Linked DNA regions of Bos taurus: region 1 is linked to region 2. The links are chromatin contacts, called in public Hi-C maps. All regions are on one chromosome and are shown on one strand. Each heading gives the region's core, a stretch centred on a gene start, on an enhancer-like site or on the middle of the called end of the contact. The rest is flanking DNA. Distances are from core to core; before and after follow the strand shown.

What was found. A called contact is a pair of places that touch in the nucleus more often than the background predicts.
Region 1: a contact with region 2 is called in a Hi-C map of an unstated tissue, with 2.1 times the contacts expected there. The contact joins the promoter of EVI2B here to the enhancer-like site in region 2. A contact is called at or near these places in 2 of 11 Hi-C or Micro-C datasets (blood and an unstated tissue).

The regions. Positions count from the first base shown.
Region 1 is chr19:18,673,145-18,677,913 of ARS-UCD2.0, forward strand. EVI2B (ecotropic viral integration site 2B) reads left to right here and starts at 1,517. Exons shown (of 2, transcript NM_001099166.2): 1 at 1,517-1,651. All of the region lies in intron 35 of NF1 (neurofibromin 1), which reads right to left.
Region 2 is chr19:18,610,298-18,615,194 of ARS-UCD2.0, forward strand. No RefSeq gene overlaps it. Among named protein-coding and RNA genes, the nearest start is that of RAB11FIP4, 10 kb to the left of the region's middle. Within about 2 kb of position 1,299, at least 6 of the 102 cell types and tissues checked have an H3K27ac peak or open chromatin away from gene starts, as enhancers often do.

The sequences.
Region 1 (4,769 bases), core at 267-2,766, 63 kb after region 2:
AGCAGTCCTTGAATCAAGAAACTGAAAACAAATGACTGTCTTCTTAAAAATAAGAAATTAACTAGGCAACTACTTTCCTATGCAACACATATGTTGAACATCTTCACACAAAACAGAAAGCTCCTATTGCAGAAATATTTAAAATTTATCCCTCACTATCTTGGCTATTTAACACACGTCCTCAGACTGACAACATCCAATGGTAGCTCATGAAAGTGGTTCCTTTCCAAACTTAACCACTGTTTAAAGATGACAGGGTAAGATATGTTTTGAGTTCTAAAGTTACTTTTGAACAAGGCTACTTTTCTACCATTGGGTGCTATGGTCCACATGCTTATTAATTTAGGGATTTAAAAATAGTGAAACAAAAATTTATAGCACATTTAAAAATTACGTGGCATACTTTATATTATATTGGGTTGACCAAAAAGTTCATTTGGGTTTTTCCATAACATCTTATAGAAAAACCCAAACTTTTTGGCCAATTCAATATATATAGCAAATTATATTCCATAAAATAAGTTTATAGCACATTTTTTTTTTAAATCTTCTTTTTCTACCAAGTTATAAGTGCCCTGAAATTAAGAACTAGGTCTTAATTATCTGTGTTCCTCAGCAGTGACCAGGGGAAAACAGTGTGTGGTTTAATGCTTACAACATCTACTATAATAGGTGTGATGCTAGGCACTTTACATTTATTTAATCCCATAATACATTTATAAATTAAGAATTATGATCTCCACTTTTCAGATGAGAGAGTCTAGAAGGTGACATGCTGAAAGAAATGTGTTTTTATACTGACTCATACTCTTCTCAACATACTTATTAGTTAACTTATTTAGAAGATGATTCCCAATTTATTTTTACTTTGCACTGACAATTACCTACTTTGTGGGTAATTAAAGAGTTGTGGACTTGAACTTAAAAATCATTTAGGAAACTATTTGGAAAAAATTAATCATACTTTTACCTGGGTTTAGCCTAAATTATGTAAGAGGAAATAACATTTCTGGCTACCGACTGTGTGTAAGGCATTTATATATTTTATCTTATTGAATCCTCTCAAAACCTAGTAACAGAAGTATTCCTCCAGAGGAGGAAACGGTGATCCAGAAGTACAACGACTTGCCTACGGTCACACAAGTAAACAGGACACATCATTCATTTGTTATGAAAAGAAATCTCACTATGGGTAGTAACCTGACTGGCAGTTTTTCCTTATATAACTTTCTCTCCAAGGTTCTATTTTAAGTATTTAAACTATATAATCACATTACTGTGTGTTGCAGTCCATGGGGTCTCAGAGAGTCAGACACGACTGAGCAACCGAACTGACTGAATCACATTACTAGAGAGTCTCAAATGTTTACTTACAAATGTTAATTAAAAGCACTCAAATCATGTAGCTCCAAATTGTGTTTCAAATTAAGCTCTGTTAAAGTAGTACTTTCTTAGTCATTTTGTGGCTTATTGCACTTCCGGAACCAACTATTGATAAACTTCCTCTTTCTCTACAGAACCTATTTCAATGTGCTAGAGGATCATTTTTAATCTGAACGTTCGGAACCACTTTTTGCTTTCTTAGCCAAAGCACCAAAATGTCCAGTTAGAACAAGAATTTAGCCTTCTGCAAAAGAAGTTAACAGCCAAGGTAAGACAATTTCACACAGGCAATCTGGTTTGATCTTTGTTTTATATAAAATTTACTTTTGTCTGACTCCTCGTGACCCCATGGACTGTAGCCAGTCAGGCTCCTCTGTCCATAGGATTTTCCAGGCAAGAATACTGGAGTGGGCTGCCATTTCCCGCTCCAATTTTTAAAACTAAAATGTTATTATTGTTTTAAACTTAAAGTCTGATTGTCTAAAGGTATCTATATAACAGGTATTGTGGTTTTGTTGCATGGAATTTTAAAAATTCAGTGTTGAGCTTGCCTTCAGAAAAATTTTCACCTAGGTTTATGTAATATAAACCCTTTAAAGTTTATTCAATCATTATGTTTGTTGACCTCAGTTCTGTAATTAAAAGAAATAAAACTACACCCATGGCAGATAAAGCTAAGGGTTGGAAATAAAACTAGAATTCATGAGTGATGGCTAAATCTACAACCCCAAAATACCAACTGTTAAAAAATTTTATTTTCTTTATATGAAAATTTCCTATATATAACACAATCCATAGGTTTAAATTATTTTTATTTTTTAATCCCCTTCAGTTTTCATAGAAAGAATGGTCACCTTCATTTAAAAATAAACAAAGGTGATTAGATGAGACACTCAATGATTATTATTAAATATGCTTTTTTACACAAATAGAATTTTAGTAATGATGATGACATGAAAATATTATCACTAATATTTAAAGCTAAGAAAAAAACTGCTATGGTAAAATGTGTGGGCATATACTCATCACTACATATTTATGTCACACATTATCTGAGTCTTTAGTAAGCAGTATAAAATAGATATGGAAAATAAAACTCATAGAATAGAGAGTTGCTAACCATGGAGAAAAGATGTTTTCTTTGAGTAACTTGGACAATTGCAAAGCGAATATCCTCCAAAATAAAAACTGCCAAGAGTTTATTTACATAGACTTGTAATATCATAGAATGGTAAATTCATAGTGGGTAATATCCTACTTCAACATTTCATAAAGTACTTATGACTTTCTTTTATAGAAGTCCACTTTAGATTTCTTCTAAGTAACTATTACAGAAATTAATACAGAAAGATTTTTATCATTTTTTTGGACAATGCTTATCTATATATTTTTAAAGAATCTGTTCCAAATGTAGGGTTTAATAGTGCCTGTGTTTTCCAACTAATCCCTATATACTTCCACTCAGAGGGAAATTATGAATTCTGAATTTTTTAAATGAAAATTTGATGCCTGTCAATGTCCAATCTTTAAAAGTCATCCCAATTATGCCAGTTTACAGGCTACCTAATCAAAACTCCCATAATTGTTTTCCTAGTCACAGGACTAAAATGGTTTTCTGGTAGTTCTTGTCCAACCTTTTAAAAAGCTAACTCCAAAAGTTACTTACATTATCTATTCCCAGAGAGTTCACATCTCTTTTCCTCTTCAAGCACTCCTGTTTCAGAATTTTACTATGAATGTAATGGAAGGAAAGAGATCTTATACATGACTGACTGATTTCTGTATCAGTGCCACTACTTAAGAGCTGTGACACTTCGGCAAATTATCCAACTTCTCTGTGTCTCAGTTTTATCTGTACAGTGACGATAACATCACCTTCCTCATTAAAACAGGACAGTGCCAAACATCTGGCATGTACTTAGTAAATGGTAGCTATTTTTGATAAAAGATAGTCATCAAGTAATTCCTATCATAGTTCAAAGTTAATTTCCCCTTGCTGCTTTTCATCAAGATACAGAATCGCTGTCTTCTTCCTTTTCTGGTTTCATAACTTTACTAGCAGGAGATACAATACCACTAAATTTTAATCTATTATATCTGTATTATAACAAAGTAACTGAAACTCAGATGTTATTTTTTTGATACCACTACCTATATTTGCCTTATCTAGGATATGCCCGCCAAATCTCCTTGATTCTTCTTTAAAAGACAGTAACATCTCTCTTATCATATCCAACTTAGCATCAGTTTTACATGCTAAACTCTTTATGTACTTATGCATTAAGGGGACTCCAACTTTAATTGCGTCTCAAATGCTTAATTAAAACAGCTGATGTTTTTCTTCTTTCTGAAATTTTTTCAATATTCAGGAAAAACAAAGAACCAAAATCTGAGTTAAACCTCAAGAGTCCCAACCTAAAATAATGAGCAAAATACTGCCATATAAAGGTAGACAAATTTAGGGTTTGCCTAAGCAGCAGACTAGGGAAATTCTAGAAAAAATGCTATATAGATTGTTCATAGGTTATTTAGAGTAATTAACAAGTAGCTTCTAAGTGCCAAAAAACAGTGGGGGGCGGGGGGAGTAGGAAATCTTAAGGATGCTTAGATAGGAGTCCTGAAATGAAAGGTAAGTGAGTTTGACAAGATGGGTGATCTCAGGCCTGTCCTCCATTTTGAGAACACTGTTCCTCTGCTGATTCCTGCATCCGCAAAGACAGAAAGCAGCATTCTGTAGTTCCTTCTTTCATCTACTCTGGTCTTCTCCCCCAATGTCTAATTTTGTTCGCTTTAACCTTCTACCCTAACTTCTTGCTAAATACATAATCACTATTTGTTCTTCAGCCTTTTAGTAACTTTTCTTTCTTTCAATACCTTCTCTAATCAATTTACCTCCCCATTCCATGTATTTGCTGTTTATCCTTTGTTTGGCTTTATTTTTATCTTTTGTGTTATTTTTTATTTCTTTGCATTCCTTTTTCATTTCATTGTAGCCAACATTTTCTCCTCCTTTTTACTCCCTTGCCCCCCCTATGGTTCTTTCTCTCTACCTTCTCCTGAAGAAATAATGTTGGTATTTCAGGTACACATGGCCTACGTATATACACATATACATACATACATACATATACATATATACACATATATTAAGTAACTTTCTGCACTGGTAATAACACTGCCCTCACTGTCACTGAACTAGAAAAAAAAAGTCTGTTTCTTCACTATACCTCTCCCCTTCATTTACTCTTCTTTGAAATCTTATTCCTTTTCTCTGGACTATTCTGAATTGCTGTAGCGGAATTCTAAGACAGATTTGAGCATTCCAATGTAGCAGACCCTAGGAGGGTATAGCTAACTGGAGAAAGGGGTAGGATAGGTAAAAAAAA
Region 2 (4,897 bases), core at 49-2,548:
TTCAGGATGGGGAGCATGTGTATACCTGAAATTTAAAAATGTTAAAAATTATTAAAAAATAAATAAATAAATATGAAAATATTAAAAAAAAAAAAAAAGATGTATGTACTAAATACACCTTTGCTAATTTGATAGATGAAGGTGGGATTTCCCCGTTTCAAGTTTGCTGTTTTTGTTTACTTCTGCGCGTGATGACCTTTTCCATCATACAGCAATTAGCTATTGGTACAGCATTTCATTTCTGTGGGCGGGCTGTTCATGCCCTTTTGTCCTTTGCCCATTCTGTGTTGCACCCCTCCCCGCCCCGCCCCCCGGCTTGGGTCTTTTCTTAAAATTGGTTTTTACGAATGCTTTTTAAAGATTGTTTTGATGTGGACCATTTTAATGTCTTTACTGAGTTTTGTTACTGCTTCTGTTTTGTGCTTTGGTATTTTGGTCACTGAGGCATGTGGGATCTTAATGCTCCCACCAAGAATCGAACCTGCACGCTGTGCAATGGAAGGCAAAGTCTTAACCACTGAACCACCAGGGAAGTCGCTCCCTGAACTCTTTATAATGAGAATAATCTCCCTGTTTTCTTGGCCTTTAAATTTGGGTGTTTTTTTGAGAAGGGAGACAAGAGGATATTTCATGGGTTAGGTAGTGAAAGTGTAATCTTAAGCATTTTCCCCATTGCTTCTAGGTGTACAAAATCCTCCCCTATTGTGGGAAACAGGTTTCCCAGGTGGCGCTAGTGGTAAAGAACCCACCTGGCAGTGCAGGAGACGATGTGGGTTCGATCCCTGGGTCAGGAAGATCCCCTGGAGGAGGGCATAGCAAACCCACTCCAGTACCCATGATCAGAGGAGCCTGGCGGGCTACCGTCCACAGGGTCGCAAGGAGTCAGACAGGACTGAAGCGACTTAGCATGCACACGTGTGTGGGAGTCAATGTTCTTGTCAACATTTCCAGCTCTCCTCCTGGATGAAAGAGGACAGCTCTTCCTGACCCTTGGGGTTTGTGGGGCTGTGTGATAAGTTCTGGCAGCGACTGTGAGCAGAAGGGACTGCACGTCTGGCCTCAGGCCTTTAATTGCTGATGAGATGCTCCAGATGCTGGGCTGTCCAATCCAGTAGCCACTAGCTGCCAGATCTGTTTAAATTATAATTTAAAAGCCAGCTCCTCAGTCTCAGTGTTCACATTTCAAGGGTCTGACAACGCCGTCGTGTGGCTGTGGCATGGATATGGAACATCTCCATCTCTCCAGGGGCACTGGGAGGTGCTTGTCTGAGCCCTCCTTCCCTCATTTGCTACGGTGGCTGATCAGTCTCTGGGGCTCAAGAAACTGCAGTGAGCAGAGTCCCCCTGCTGACCAGTGGTGGACATGCAGAGGGCTGAGGAAGCTTTTGAGTCAATGAAATTTGGGGGTTTCTGGTGCTTTTTTTTTAAACACCATTAACATAATCTGGCTCTTTTTGTCTGTTCCATTCTATTTACCTAGTTTAATTACCATCATCACAGTTTTAAATATTTAAAAATATCTTGTTTTATTATCTAGTGAGGAAAATTTCTATGCATGCTTTTAATTGTATTTCGTAGCTGTGCTTTCTTGTCTATTTTATAAGGTAAACCCTAGGATCATTTTGTTTGGATACACACTTTCTTCTTGTAGGGATCTTGGTTGGAATTGCATGGTATCAGTAATTAGTTTGGGAACAACTGATGGTGGTATAGTCACTGAGTTGTGTCCAACTCTTGTGATGCCATGGACTGCAGCTGCTAGGCTCCTCTGTCCGTGGGACTCTCCAGGCAAGAGTGGGTTCCATTTCCTTCTCCAGGGGACCTTCCCAACCCAGGAATCGAACCCAGTTCTCCTGCATTGCCGGCAGATTCTTTGCCGACTGAGCTACAGGGAAGCCCAAAGGAGCAACTGGCACTCTAATATCCATTCTTCCCATCCAGGTCCATGGTCTGTCTCTCCAATTACTCCTCTCCTTATAGCCCCGGGTCGGACAGACTGAATCAGCACCAGCACAAGCAAAATAAAGACAACACAGTGACTTTCCAATAAAGCACAATCAAGTCCTTTTAAAGAACTATATTTTTCATCTTATGAGTCCCTCTTTCCCTATTCTGTTGAGGGTTGAAATGCCCTATTATAAAAAGACTGTTCCTGCAATTGTTTTCAAAGTGCATAAATTAACAAAACACATCTTCAAAATTTTACTGGTGTGTGAAATTTCAAAGTCTGGATTCGCCTTCAACAGGTCTTTATATTAATACACAGGACATCTCCATTTTGGTAGGGATTTGTGCATGGGGGTGGCAATTGTGCATGGAGTCTTTCTTCCTATCTTATTGTATAGTTCCCTGATAACATAGAGCCTTAAGGTGTTACTCAGCAACCCCGGCTCCTTGAACAAGCATAGTCCCTGTACTTGGGAGGCCCAGAGTCTAATCAGGGAGTTAGCAACAGTTGATGACCACAACACTGTAAGGAGAAGCAGTTACAGGACCAAAAGAAGGGTGATGGGGGCTCAGAAAGCATTTCCCAGAGGTGCTGATGCTGGAGTTCCTTGCAAACAAGGGGCCCAATACATGTCAGCTGGATGAATGAATGCTGTAAACTCAGACAGACTCAGTATTTTAATGGGAACTAAATTTTTGGTCTCCTGTAGAAGCCTAGATATGAGTATATGGTGAGTGGCTGTACTGTTTTTGCTTAAGGCATAAGTACCTAATCCTTTCTGCCTTCCATCTGCGAATTATCAAGTTGGGGAGGTAGCATCCCTCACCATCAGTTTCTCATCCTACTTTGACTTTGGCCAGGCTTAAAAACAGAAAGTACCTTTGTTTTTGCTCTCTGGGGCTATAGCAGGTCTTCATGGCAGCTTTAATATTTTTATTTATTTGGCTGCACCAGGTCTTAGCTGTGGCACAAGGGATTTTTTTTTTTTTTAGTTGTGGCATGAGAACTCTTAGTTGCGGCCTTTGGGATTCTAGTTCCCCTACCAGGATCGAACCCAGGCCTCCTGCATTGGAAGCACAGAAGCTTAGCTGCTGGGCCACCAGGGGAGTCCCCTCATGGAGTTATTAAATATGCAAGATCAGGGTGCATTTCCCAGAGTGGGATGAAAAGAAAGGAGGAAAATAAAAACAGAATGAGCCAGTCTCCTTTCTGGGGCACTGCCTTCTGCCTGGACACGTCTCTGCTACACGTGCTCTCTGGGCAAGATCGTCCCTGAGCCTCAGGGACACCCTATGCATAATTCAAGACTTCACAATCCTATTTTCAACTTCTCAGTGGACATATTCATTTGGACACACTTCTTGGTAATTCTTCAGGGCCCAACTCCTCGGTCCACACCTTACCCACTGTGCTCACTGGCTCTGTGGCTGTTGCCCTCACTAAACTGTGATCTCGCATAGGGCACAGACCAAGCTTTCTTCTTTCTTGGCACCTGCAATGCCTGGCAAAGGGCTTGGTATGATTATAACCAACTGAAAATGTTTCTGAACAAATGAATATATCAGCTGAGGTTATCTCTGTTGACATTTTCTTCCTTGAAACATATTGTTGGGCAATGCTTTCTGAACTTTTGACCAGGAAAGGGCCCTACTAAGATTTCAATGTGACTTTTCTATTTTATATGGAGGAAGTGGCCCCCTTGAGGGAAGTTCTCAACTACGTAACTCCATAGACTTCTCTTTATCATGACAGCTTGACTCATGGCATAAACACATGCTAAAGACCTAAAAAACTTTGAAGTACAATCTTTTGGGGATAATATAAAAAAGAATAAAGGTAATTTGACCCCATTTAAATAAAATGTGTGATGCTTCTTTGGAAACTTTAGACATACATGTATACATATATGTGGTGTATGGACCACGTACATGCTGCCCTGGTGGCTCAATAGGTAAAGAACCCACCTGCCAATGCAGGAGACGTGGGTTCAATCCCTGGGCCAGAAAGATCCCTTGGAGAAGGAAATGGAAACCCACTCCAGTATTCTTGCCTGGGAAATCCCATGGACAGAGGCGCCTGGTGGGCTACAGTCCACAGGGTTGCGAAGGAGTCGGACATGACATAGCGACTTAGCAACTAAACAACAACAATATGTACATACTACAAGGTATAAATGGATTTTTAGAAGGTAGTTAAAAGTCAAATCTATTAAAATTATAATTTCACATTATGAAATATCCCCTTCATGATTAGCTAGTACTTTTTAAAAGAACAAAACGTGAGATTCAAACCTAAGGGGACTACATTGCTGCAGTGTGGCTTAGTATTTTTAGAAACATAATCAACACTATAAGAGGGCTTCCTGTAAGCTGGCAGCTAAAAGGGTCTTACATGGAACTTACTTCAGTAAGAAGGCCGAGTCTCTAACGAAGACAGGCCTGGCAGGTCACTTGGGGCAACCACCCCTGACAGAGTTGGGACGCTGCTGTGCCAGCTGTTCTGACAGGCAGTGTGCAGGCTGTTTCACTGGTAGAAATCAAGGGAGAACTAGGGGTGAGGGTACGTGTCATAGGAGGGGCATGGGGGTGGGCTGGGCCACTTTCTGGAAAAAGGAACACTGTGAAGCTACCTCTTTGTTACAGGTTAAGTTTTTACTGTTTTTCTAGTACCTTTCTGCCCTTCTCAAACCCCCCTGGGAATCAACTTTTCTGGCTAGAGAGTTCAAAATTGGCAGACTAGCCTGAGACTGTCCCAGAAAACAAAACTGTGCAGATAAAAAAGTGAGCATGGGCCCCATGAATGACAGATGATACTGTCAATGTTCTCGAGCAGCTTACTGTCCATGGATGGAGAGGTGTGGTCCAGATGGTCACTACCCAAAGGCACCCCTACTTTTGACTGTGATGCTTTAGTCTGGAGGGAACAGAAAGTTATTTGTTGTACAGCTGA